2 separate regions of the Sus scrofa genome follow, and region 2 is linked to region 1. A link is a contact called in public HiChIP or PLAC-seq data. All regions are on one chromosome and are shown on one strand. The core of a region is the stretch at or near the end of the contact, and the rest is flanking DNA. Distances in the headings are between cores, read along the strand shown.

What was found. HiChIP or PLAC-seq counts read pairs in DNA pulled down with a chosen protein or histone mark.
Region 2: an H3K27ac HiChIP or PLAC-seq map of skeletal muscle shows a contact between it and region 1, with 5 times the contacts expected there. The contact joins the promoter of LOC100525350 here to the promoter of KDR in region 1. A contact is called at or near these places in 1 of 47 Hi-C or Micro-C datasets (skeletal muscle) and 1 of 2 datasets of contacts at active chromatin or transcription factors (skeletal muscle).

The regions. Positions count from the first base shown.
Region 1 is chr8:41,853,491-41,859,889 of Sscrofa11.1, forward strand. It overlaps KDR (vascular endothelial growth factor receptor 2), which reads right to left and starts at 2,889. Exons shown (of 30, transcript XM_003128987.6): 1 at 2,485-2,889. The coding sequence starts at 2,551.
Region 2 is chr8:42,022,032-42,028,430 of Sscrofa11.1, forward strand. LOC100525350 (polyprenol reductase) reads left to right here and starts at 2,321. Exons shown (of 7, transcript XR_298920.3): 1 at 2,321-2,663.

The sequences.
Region 1 (6,399 bases), core at 1,639-4,138:
GAAGTTCCCAGGCTAGGGGTCGAATCACCACTGCAGCCACAGCCACAGCAACGCCAGATCCAAACCAGGTCTGCGACCTACACTGCAGCTCATAGCAATGCTGGATCCTTAACCCACTGAGCAGGGCCAGGGATCGAACTTGCATCCTCATGGATACTAGTCGGGTTCTTCAACCACTGAGTTACAGTGGGAACTCTGGGGCAGTGGTTCTTAAACATTAGCTGGGTCAGAATATTCCTAGGCCTACAAATCTGCATTTTAACAAGCATTTCAGATGACTCGGTCAGACATGGTCTGCAGGCCCCTCTTGGATAGCGAGTGGTCTGGGAGGTCATGCTTAGTTAATCAGCATAGCACTTTTCAGTATGAAGGAAATAGCTGTCCCCAAAGTAGGCAAATGATGAAGCAAAGTGTTTAAAAAGCAAAAGAACACTCTTCCAATAACGGAGTCCCTCTCTGTCGAACAAAAGGAAGATGAAAATAATTCATTGGGATGAGCACAGAGACCAATCTTAACTGGGAAACACTAGGTTGAGAAACACATCAAAAACAGTAACAGTACAATTCGCAAGATGTCCCAAATGAGAAAGAACTCATTATTTGGGCACATTCACGTGAAGAAAAAATGGTAGCAAAGACTAAGCTCTAAATAAGCTTTGTTTACCCCACCCCACCATCAGACTAAGAGATTCTTGAAGATCTCTCATAAATCATTGCCACAGATTATCTCACACTCTAGACACACTTTCCTATGTTAAAAAAAAAAAAAAGGTTCTCCATTCATAGAGAGCCAAAACAACACCACACTATTCTAGAGACATGTCTTCAACAAAAAACTATTCAACAAGGCTATCAATAATGATAACTTCAAATTCATATCTGTAGACCAATGCTCAATTTCTTTTTGCTCCAATAAGCTTCATTCATTTTCACTGGCAAGTTTGAGTCCTGCTCTTCAGAAAGTTCTAAAGAAATAACTCTAAGTAATATGCTGCTACTCAATAAAAAGCTCTTCTATGTTCAAATCCCATAACCAAAATTAATTCATTTGTGCACTATTACCCTTCCAGCTCAAAGACAGGAAGGAAAAACAACAGTGCCTCTGTCTCTAGAATTTGATGGCATCAATTATAGCCCAATCCAATTAAGCAAGTCACACACTCCAAAAGGGCAACCTCATCATTATAGTCAGGGCATTTCAGTTACTACTGCTGTGCTATGAAACACCCCAGGCTTAAAAGCAACTCACTTCTTTGTGGGATACAGAACAAACCATATGTTCCAGACCTTCATTCTCTCCTGGTGAAGGGGGAGAGGAGGTCTTGTCAGGGACAAATAAGTGTCCCTAGTAGAGCTGGCCTGGATGAACCAAGTCATGATTAAGAAAATTCAGCAACTATAGACAGATGATTTTATTACTGCATACGCTTGTGTCTTTTTTAAAAAGACACGTGATTCTTTAGTTTATAAGGAATTTCCCCTGAATCATTTAACTTTTTTTCTCCTTTTCACCCTCTCCCCTTTCTCACCCTCCAAGGAAATTTAGAAGTCAGCAAACTGAGGCCACAGAAAAGATGCGAGGGAGAGAGAGAGAGAGAGAGAGAGAGAATATTTATTGCATCAGGAGCATGTGTGTTCCTAATCCTGAAGGAGACTGAAATTTTAGACAGCAAGGAGAGTGGTGAGTGGCGCCAAATCTAGGTACCAAATTCCTAGAGTAAGTTTTCAGAACGTGAACTTCTGACCATGTGCTTACCCAGAGGACCAAAAGCGTTTTGAAAGATAAGTTGTTTTCCATAGAAAGGTGACTATGACTTGGGACACTGGGAAGCTGTCACAGACAGAGGTCCAAGCCCCGATTTTCCGTTTCTCTCTTCGAGGAAAGAGGCATCCCGCCCCAGGAAGAATAAAAAATGTCTATCTCCCCTGGCCCCTCAACCTCATACACTGGGTGTGTATGTGAGTTCGAACCAAAGGGACCAGCAGACTGAGTCCCTTTTCGACTTCTACAGAGGCAGAGCTAAGTGCCCGGTGCCATCCGGACAAGCCGGCTCGTGGTCCCTAAAAGGCTTGCTTCCCCGCGTCCAGGATAGGATGGTGTGCGCGGCCGGACGGACAACGTTTCGCCGCCTGTTCCCGCCTGCGGGGGCACCTCCTGCCTGCCAGCCCCGGGCGCCTTCCCACTCCCGCCTCCCAAGAGCGTATCAGCTCCGCGGGACACGCTCCAGCCCAGGCCCCTGTCTCGGGCCAGCGTCGTGGAAATGGAACTGGGCTCAGGAGACCACCAACTCGCCGGGTAATCTTGGGCCAGGCATTGAGCCTGTTTCCTCTTTGGTAAATGAACGAACACAAAGTGTCAAGTCACTTTCATCTCTGCAGCGCTATGATTCCGAGTTAGGTCCGGCCTCCAGGTCCTCTCCGTATCCCCATCTCTCCGCCCGCACCCGACCTCTCCGCTTTCCTACTAGAGAGTGGGCTCCTTACCCACGGAGGCAGCCCGGGTCTCCACGCAGAGCCACAGAGCAAGGGCCAGCAGCGCCTTGCTCTTCATCCCGCACCTCGCGCTGGGCGCAGTGCCCAGAACTTGGGCGCAGGTTCTCTCTCCCTGGTCCTGCTCCGCGAAAAAGGCGCGGAGGTGGAACGCGCACAGCAGCGCAAGGCTCCGGGGCGCGCAGGGCGAGGATGCCCCAGCTCCGGTAGCGGCTGCAAGGGCGTCTGCGGGGGCCGGTAGGAGAAGTTATCCCAAGTGTCCGACCGCTCCGGGCTTTCTGAAGAGAGCAAGCGCTGCCCCGCGCGGGCAGAGAAAACAAACATACACCTCTCGCTCTCCCGGGGTCCCGGGACTCAGTGCAGGGTGGGAGCCAAGGCCGAAACTCTAGAGCGAGGGGGCGGGGATACGCGGGGCGGGGCTTCCCTTTGCAGCGGCCCCCGCCCCTCAGCCGGGCAGCGGGCGCGGATCCGGCGCTTCCCACGCCCATAGAATCTTCCGAGCTCCCCTCTCGCTCCGGACTGCGCCTGTCCCCTAGTCTCCCCACCCTGGCGCAACAACTCCATTTCTGTAGGAAAGAATATGTAGTCCATCAGGGGTTCTGAGCTTCGCCAAGATTCAGTCGCTTGCGGTCCCCCATCCCGAGATGCTGGAGAAACACTGGGAAGGCAGCAAGGGACACTGCGCCCTCAAGAGGCGCGCCAAAGTTTGAGATGGTCTTGGGCGCCGCGCGCGCCTGGAGTGGCTGCGGAGCAGGCTGGGGATCTGTAGCAAGTTGAGGCAGCAAGGGAGAAGCGAATACGCAGCAGAGATGAATGCAGGATCGCAAACCGGCAGTGACTCCGGCCAGTAGAAGTGATTTGCTTGGCCAGTGCAGTTGTAGTTTAAAAATCTGAATCTGAATTCCTTTGGTTCGAATATTAACTTGCCCAATTCTCCAAAGTTCCCCCTATTTCCTTATGCCTGGTGGCTTCAAATGTTGTTACCCCCCTTGCTCCCCAAAGCATTTAAATTTGAGACCCTCCCCCTCTACCTGGCTTTACCCAAAAACCTACCTCAGGCCTGCGGGGAGCTGGAGGTACTCAAGGCTCTGGCATACCCGCGGCGTGTGTGAGGGTCTCTGCAAGAAAGGCCATCTGTCCACCGTGTTACCGACCAGAAGTCCCTAGCATGATGCTTCCTCAGCCTTTTCAGAGCAGAGCCTCCAGCCAAGACCCACTTAGGCCAAGGGCAAGGAGGCTGCCAGCAGTCTTCACTGGAGAGGCAGTGAAGTAAAGCTTCCAGACCCTGGGCACCTGAGAACATTGTGTCGCCAAAACTCACTACTCTTTGTGGCTCTGTTCAGAGGAGAACATGGATTTCTTCCTAACCACATTGGTTCTTCTTTTCTTTCCATTTCTCCCCACACCTGGGAGGTGACAGCAGATGTCTCCTAACCTTATTATATGGAATCTTCCAGATCCCTTCATCTCTTACTTCCTGGGTGCTTTGCCATTTCCTTCTTTCTTTCTTTCTCTCTCTCTCTCCTTCCTTCCTTTCTTTTTCTTTCCTTCCTTCCTTCTTTCTTTCTTTCTTTCTTTCTTTCTTTCTTTCTTTCTTTCTTTCTTTCTTAATTTTTGACTCCTCCAGGAGGCTTGCAGGATCTCAGTTCCCCTGCCAGAAACTGAACCCAGGTCATGGCGGTTAAAGCCCAAATCCTAACCAGCAGATCACCAGGGAACTCCCTCAGGTACTTTTTAAAGGCAGCTTAAAGGACCATCCTTCAGGGAGATGAAGAGGTAGAAATATTTTATTTCTACATCTACTCCAAACTTCTCCTCCTCCTGAAGTACACAATTAATGTACTGTGGCTTTTCTTCCACTATTTTAAAAATATTTACTGTATTTACTCTTCTATTTTGTCAGGCTGATGACTGAAATACTATAACTCTGAAATATAATGAATGTATATGGTTTAAAATTTTTTAATATGAAAAGGTTTGGAATGAAAAGTCCTTTCTTTAGCAGAGGCAAGCATTTTTATCTTTCCTTTTTTTCCAAGCAAATTCTATGCACATATAGGTATATCATACTCCTCATTCCACAAAGAGTAGCCTTGGTATAAATATTGTTTGAGTGTTGGCTTTTTCACTATAAAATATAATTTGAAATCATTCTATATCAACCCTCACAGTGCCATCATATTCTTTTCACAGTAGCATAGTGTTTTACTGTACAGATGGTCTAATATTTTACCTAGGAGGTATTTCTTTGTCAGGGCCAGGGGTGTACTTAAAGAAACGCCTCTCTTCCTGCAAGTAAACTTAGCAAGGAAAACAGGATGGGCTCTGGCAAAGCTGGATAAGGGGGAGGGAGATGGAACCTGGTTCAGAGAAGGCAATTTTTCTCCATCTCCATCTCCAAACAATTCTCTCTCAGCTTTATTTACAATTCACGACACTTCCTCTTCCACGGCTCACTCAAGAAGATAGTGTCTCCTCTGAATGCAAACCAGAACCTGCAGGCCCATGGTAATAGCCCCCTTTAGAAGTCTTAGAGGAAATGATGCGTCTTTGATGGCCACAAGACCAGAATTTGGCAGGGGCTCAATGAAATCAGTCTACCACATTCCCTCCCACACAGCACTTAGAAGTGCCTTGAGTTCATGAAAAATGACAAATCCTGTTTTTTGTTGTTTTTTTTTTTAAGTGTGTTCCATGTGTAACACCCTCCCGTTATCTGGCACTGCTGCAAAAGGAGTGATTTGTGAGTTAATCAGGCTGTACACGGGAGATTGCTACCTATCAAAGTAGTATGTTCAGTGCCCCATAAATTGTGTTCAGACACCTTTGGGGGTGAGGCAGCCAAGAGCGGTGCTAAGTATACAGAGGCCACTTTGGCTGGGCTTACCTCCCGGGCCTACCCCTTACTATCCACGTGATCTTGACCAACTTCCTGGCTGCATATCTAGGAAACAATAGATGATAACAGTAGCTTCTTCCTAGGGTTTTTGCAGGAATGGAACGAGTTATTGCACATACAGCATGACCTAACACCTGGTGAGCACAGATGCCTGGCACATAGTAAGCACCCAAGACACATCAGGAAGCATTCTGCAAAGGTTAACTAGAGCATGCTGCATGGTCTCCTTCCTGTTGCTGCGACAGGTATGGCAAATAAAGCTCATTTCTTCAACAGCAGTTTCTGATCACCTACTATGCGCTACCTGAGAGAGACTAGAATTATGATGGTGAAAATATAGGCAACGTGAGCAGAAATGAGCAGTCCTCACGATAGCTCCACCCAGGGCAAATTTAACTTAATCACAGAGTGTTCTGTATCTCCAGCTGTTTCTTCAGGCTTTGTGCACCCAGCATGTAAATCGTTCAAATCACTAAAGCACGTTGCATACATTACACTCTACGGTGCCAACTCCAGTTCCATCACCACCTGTATTTTGGACTTCATATCTTAAAAAGTAAATAGGAAGACTAGCACCCACGAGGTTAATAACTGTGGAACTTAGATGATGAGTATATAGAGGCTCATTTTACACTTCTTTGTACATTTACACATTTAAAATTTTCCATGATTAAAAAAAAACTGTTTTAAGTAACTATAATCAAAGTGCTGCCTCGTCTTGTATAATACCATGGACTTTTCCACAGTCAGTGTCTTTGCATTACCTCTGGGACATGGCTGAGGCAGAGTCAGGCGGATGTGAACTTGCACTTTTTACTTCACATATCTCTATAACAGTTCTGCAAAATCAGAAAACATTAACTTTTGCAAATAAAAAAAATATATATAAATCCAGATCAGCTCTCTCTTGGAGTTCCCATCGTGGCGCAGTAGAAACGAATCTGACTAAGAACCATGAGGTTTCGGGTTCGATCCCTGGCCTCGCTCAGCGGGTTAAGGATCTGGTGTTG
Region 2 (6,399 bases), core at 1,071-3,570, 170 kb after region 1:
TGTACCTGGCAACTTTATCAAACTCTATTAGTTCTAATATCTTATCTGTAAAATCTATTGGAGTTTCACATTATCTTCAAATAATTATAATTTGTTTCTTACTTTCAGTCCTTAGGACTTTTCTTTCTTTTTCTTATTTACTGAGCTGGCTAGGGACTTCAGGAAAGCAGTGACTCCAAAGGTGACTGAATTTTGGTTTTCTATTTTGAAGGCAGAGCCAAGAGGATTTGCTGACAAATTGCATTTAGGCTGTGAGAGCAAGAGAGGAATCAAGGTTGAGTTCAGCCTTTCCACAGAAAAGAAAATCATGGACATGGAGAACAGACTTGTGGTTGCCAAGAAGAGGGAAGGAGTGGGAGGGACTGGGAATTTGGGGTTAATAGATGCAAACTATAGCTCTTGGAATGGATAAGCAATGGGATCCTGCTGTATAACACTGGGAACTATGTCTGGTCACTTGTGATGGAGCGTGATAATATGAGAGAAAAGAATGTATACATGTATGTGTGACTGGGTCACCTTCCTATGCAGCGAAAAAGTGACAGGACACTGCAAATCAGCTATAATAGAAAAAATAAAAATCATTATAAAAATTTTAAAAATTAAAAAAAAAAAAAAAGGTTGAGTTCAGGATTTGGGCCTGAACATTTGGAAAAATGACACTGCAGGCCAAGCCAGAGGTTTGTTGATTGTACAGTTCTGGTAATTAAATGAAGAAAAGACAGAAACCAAATGATATTTATTGGCAATGATCTAACAGGCTTGAGCCTGATTTACCAAAAATAACTCACACTCTAGTAAAAATTTAAAACATTTACAAATGCTCCTAATTGGGCCTAACTTGGGATTTCCTATTCAGTTACTGCCCTCTACAGGAAGCTTGTCTGAATATGAGCTGTGCGTGCTGATAAAAATCCAACCCCCAAAATAGAGGTTAATTTATTCCTCCATCCTCAGTCTTTCCTGTTTCCACTACACACACACACACACACACACACACACCTTGTTTTGCAATCCTGCCCCAGGTCAGGAAAGTACAACAGAACCTCCCAGGAAATCTGGTCCCTGCAAGGCACTTCAAGTAGCTTTTCTGGAAAGATGTCCTAGAAGGGCCAGCTGAGATTCTATGGGCTTACCCTAAAAACAGTGAAGGGGCAATGAAGAGGTGACCCTGCAAAAACCCTGGGTCATAGAAAGAGATCTCATTGTCCCAGCTGGAAGGCCAATGTGACCATCCTTTATCACATGGCTCTTAAGTCACTGGTACAGCCTGAGGTTTCCTTGCACAAGGAAGCAAAACTCTAAGAAGCTGGCACATTTAACAATGCAAAAGACTGTTCAAGCCACATTAACCTTCCACCCAGTTCCCTGACGCTGATTTACAACACACACAGGGTACCTCACTGGGATAAGGGCTGGTGCTCCCCTCACATGCCACCCAATCTCAGGAATGTAAGCTTCAAAAAGTCAAGGACATTGTCCCATAAGCCTCTCTGTTCTCATTGTCCAAAATGATACCCGTCATATAATAGGTATATGATAATATTTTTTGGAATTGTCATTTTAAAGGCTTTTAAAAGTATTAAAAGGGTTAAATTTTCATGTGTCCTAACCAAAAATCAATGTTGTTTAAAACTGATGAGTCAAGAAAAATCACACTGTTACTGCAGAGAGGTAAATATCAAAAGAAATTGCTGATGAAGTTAAAAGCTTTGCCTATGTGGAGTGGAACTGCAGCAGGAAAAGGACCAATTTTTATCACTTTCATTTTTGTATTTGCAAGTGTCTTCATGATTTTCTAGTTTGCGTATTCAAATCATACACATTTATCTAATATAATATTCATTTTTGTGTATGATCTACCGTCTTCATCCGTACATTCACATTACATAATTGCAATCATAGCTATATATTTTATAATTGGCTTTTTTTCCCTTAGTCCACAGGTTCAGTTATAGTAAAGAGTTCACTGCGTTTTTAGTTTTCATAATTACCATGTCAATTACTGTATGACATTCCAATGTGTTACTGTACCATAATTTAGCTAAATACCTTAAAGTGGAACATTCTGCATTGTTTCCACTTTTCCATTGAAAATAATGCTGCAATAAAAACTCTCAGGCACCGTCTTATCCGTTCTGCCTCTTTGAATCATACTGTTCAATCACATTCTGGGGTCCCATCTAGGCACCCCAACTCAAACCAGCGACAAAGGACAACCTGCTAGCATCAGCGGGACCCAGACCTTGGAGCCCGCGCGGTGGCGCGTCGTCTCCTCCCAGGGGGCGTGGCCTCCCCCAGGGGCGGGGCCTATCACGTCTCCGCCCCGCGCTGCGTCACCGACGTCCCGCCCGGCTAGCCCCGGGTGCGGTTTGCGTGTGCTGGCGTCTCTGCTGCCCCTCGCTGCCGACCTCCGGAGCGTGGACGCTGGGTGTGCCGGCCATGGTCCCCCGGTTGGAGGCCGAGCTCTTGGTACTGAACCCGCTGCGCGCCGTATGGCTCACGCTGGCCGCCGCCTTCCTGTTGACCCTCCTGCTGCAGCTCATGCCGCCCCGCCTGCTTCCGGGCTGCGCGCTCTTCCAGGACCTCATCCGCCATGGAAAAACGAAGCATGGGGGACCGCCGCGCCCTGCTATCTGCCGGGCCTTTGATGTCCCCAAGAGGTAACCGTGCTCGGGCGCGAGTCTCGGTGGCTAAAGCGTGCCGGGCTCAGACAGCCAGCAGGGGGCAGCAGAGGCGGGCGTGAGCCGAAGCGGACCCGGCCGGGGAGGCCCAGAGGAGTTCCCAGACAGGCCGCCCGCCTGCGCAGCCCGCTTCTGCTGCGTGGCCCTGGGGGCGAAATGCGCCGCGGTTCCGCCGTCACCGGTGATGCTGAGCCGCGCGCATCCTCGAGGGCGCAGGAAGGTGAATTGGTGGTTGCACGTAGTCTTTCCTTTGGGGAAAGACTTCCAAATTTAGGCCTGGTCACAAGTTCAAGTCTCTTTTGCCCCCAGATTCTCCTCCTTCCCTTCTCCTGCACTTTAGGGGCTCATCATCTGTCTTGAGGTCTGCGGAACTCACTAGAAATGAAGGCAAGCCCCCCCTTCGCTCCTCTCTGTGCCCTATGTGTCTCATCAATCCTCGCAGTCAGGACTAAGTCTGAGAAGCTGGTTACCGGCTGACGCCACTGACTCTCAAACCCGCACTTTGGCAGGTGCCCCTGGAGAAAATTGCCCGAGATGGCACGTTTTAGGCAAAGCAGGTCCCCCCAAGCGCCATTTGACTTTCAGCAAATTTCATAACTGAATTTAATGGGAAGTTACACCGTTAGGGCTTAAATAGAATTCTTTCAGAAATTGTAAGGCCTGTTTGGCGATATTTTTGTTTCTCTGTTTTTACTTTAAATTCAGAATATAGCCAGAACAGTGAGCCACCCACTTCTAGATGGTAGGAACAAAAGCCATGACTTTACTTGGAGGTACGTCCTAAGTTGGCATTTAGGAAAGAATATGGAGAAATATGACAGGGTTTATGATGTATAAACACCTTGGTCACTTACTGCTTAACCTCTCTGTAGGCAGTGCCCCATATTCACAGACAGGATAGGGCCTAAGTAAACTTGGCTTCCAAACCGTGGCTTCCCATTTTGGAGAAAGATTCATCAGGTATTAACACTGAGAGGGGAGAACTAGATCATTCTGAGCAACAGTGAAGGGAATGAGGTCCTGGGAAGAAGTAGAGGATTCAAACATGAGGATTAAACTTACTAGTTATTACAGGCTCTTTACAAGTGGAAATTTCCTGTTACTATTTTTGGCTTTGTTTGCTTGTTTGTTTGCCTTTTTAGGGCCACGCTGGTGGAATGTGGAGGTTCCCAGGCTAGCAGTCAAATCTGGCCTACACCACAGCCACAGCAATGCAGGATCTGAGCAGCATCTGCAACCTACACCACAGCTCAGAACAGTGCCAGATCTTTAACCCAGTGAATGATGCCAGGGATAGAACCCACATCCTCATGGATACTAGTTGGGTTCATCACCACTGAGACCCCAGGAGAACTCCCCTGTCACTATTTTTAATCAGGTTTCGACTATACTAAGTACTTTTCTACCTCATAGCGGAGGCATTCCTAGGTTGTCATTTATTTTAATGTTATAAAGTGAAGAAAAAAATTATTTTGAGAGTGTCAATTCTAGCAATTTATTTTCTGCATTTTGAAAAGGTACCAGTGGGAGTTCCTGTTGTGGCTCAGCAGTAATGAACCTGACTAGGATCCATGAGGACTCGGGTTCGATCCCTGGCCTCGCTCAGTGGATTAGGATCCGACGTTGCCATGAGCTGTGGTATAGGTTGCAGACGCATCTCGGATCTGGCATTGCTGTGACTGTGTCAGAGGCCAGCAGCTGTAGCTCCGATTAGACCCCTATCCTGGGAACCTCCATATGCTGTGGTGCGGCCCTAAAAAAAAAAAAAAAAAAAAAAAAAAAAAGGCAAAAAATAAATAAATACAACTTTTCCTTGTTCAAAATTTAGTAGTACTCTTAAAAGTGGAAATGAGCCTGTAAGTTCTATACTCCATTTCTAATGGACAGCTATAAATCATGTTTCTTCATCTAAAAGCTTAGGTAATTTTGTTTGGGATTATTTTTTCCTAAAGAGACAAGAATTAAACCTAAAATGAGTTCATGGAGTTTGATTTCAGTAGCCCTGTCTGATATTTTTCCTTTTTTTTTTTTTTTTAAGTTAATATGATAATTGTTTTTCTTGTTTTCTTTTTGGTTCCTAGCGTTTTGATTTCCCAGAAAGTCTGATTAAATATATGACCTAGAAAATGAGTTAAAGTGCTCTTGGCTTGCATAGTGTATTTGGAGGTACTTCTCTTTCTAATATTTCAAAATGTTATGGAAACACTGCAATTGAATGAGCTCTAGAGACAAAGAGAACCATCCAGGCTTTCCCTACTGGAGTTCAGGGGTCCTAACCAGCAGTCCAGGGGGGGGTCTGTGGATAGAATTTGGGGCAAATCAGATTGAAAAAAATTACATCTTTATTTCACTAACTTCCAGCTGATTTAGTTAGTGAAATAAAGTTCAGCATTTCTTTAATGATGAACGTAATCAACAAACCACAGTAGCATTAGCAGTACCTGCAATTTCGTGGCGGGTTTTTTTTAATATTACATTAAAAATATTGAAGGGATCTCAAAACATTATTTTTATCACTGTAAGAATACTATATTGTTATTCTCCACTAGATTTTGTTATTTAACACGTTGAAGAAACAGCACGTATATTACTATATCACATATGTTTCTTAGTGGTTATATTATCTCTATTTCAGTATAACTGGTTTGTAATCCCTAAGTATTTTTTGCTTGGCAAGGGGCCCGTAGTCATCACCAGACTGCCAAAAGAGTCTGTGGAAGAAAAATGTTAAGAACCCTTGTTCAAGGAATTCCCATTGTGGCACAGCAGAAATGAATCTGATTAGTAACCATGAGGTTGTGGGTTCAATCCCTGGCCTTGCTCAGAGGGTTAACAATCTGGTGTTGAGCTGTGGTGTAGGTCACAAATGAGGCTCAGATATGGCGTTGCTGTGGTTCTGACGTAGGCCAGCAGCTGTGGCTCCTGTTCAACCCCTAGCCTGGGAACCTCCATATGCCACGAATGTGACCTTAAAAAAAAGAAAAAAAAAAAAAAAAAAGAACTCTTGTTCTAGACTATAAACTTTCCATACAATTACTTTTGTCTTATTTGTTGCCATAGCCCTGGCCCAATCCCTGATCAGTAATTATCAGTGTTTTGAATGAATTTGAAAAAAAAAAGGTTTTAGGTTTAACTGGTTTGTTGATTAACTTGACTCCTTTCTCTGAGGGTAACTTTGGATGAGATACCTTCTCTTTCATTCATTTATTTAACCAAGCAAGATGTGGGGTGGTGGTGACAACACTGGAAAGGCTGTTCAGGAAGGGGTGGGGCAGGGATATGGCAGTTCAGTTCCAGAAGGCCAGGACAGATGGCCCACAAGGGACTTACAGAGCACAGTGGAGATTAGATTTTGTTCTGAGTATGTGGAAAGTGGCTTTAGGATGGGGGAAGGGGCATGGCATGATGTGGTTTATGTTGGAAAAGATGACTAGTCATTGTGTGGAGAAGACTGGATAAGAGGCTGTTACTGTGGTCCACACAAGAGGTTGTTCTATGGATTAGAATGTTAGCATAATTGCATCTGCTTGTCATATAGGTGGTGATGACATCCAAGCACATAGCACACGGCCAGGGACCTCCTCAGAACTCAGTAACCATTAGTTCCCTTCCTTAGTTAATGCCAAAACTCCCCTAACTGGTTCTGGGATCAGTTCTGGGAGTCAGCAAATATGTATTAAGTCAGATAACATCTCCTGACTCAGAACCATCTAGT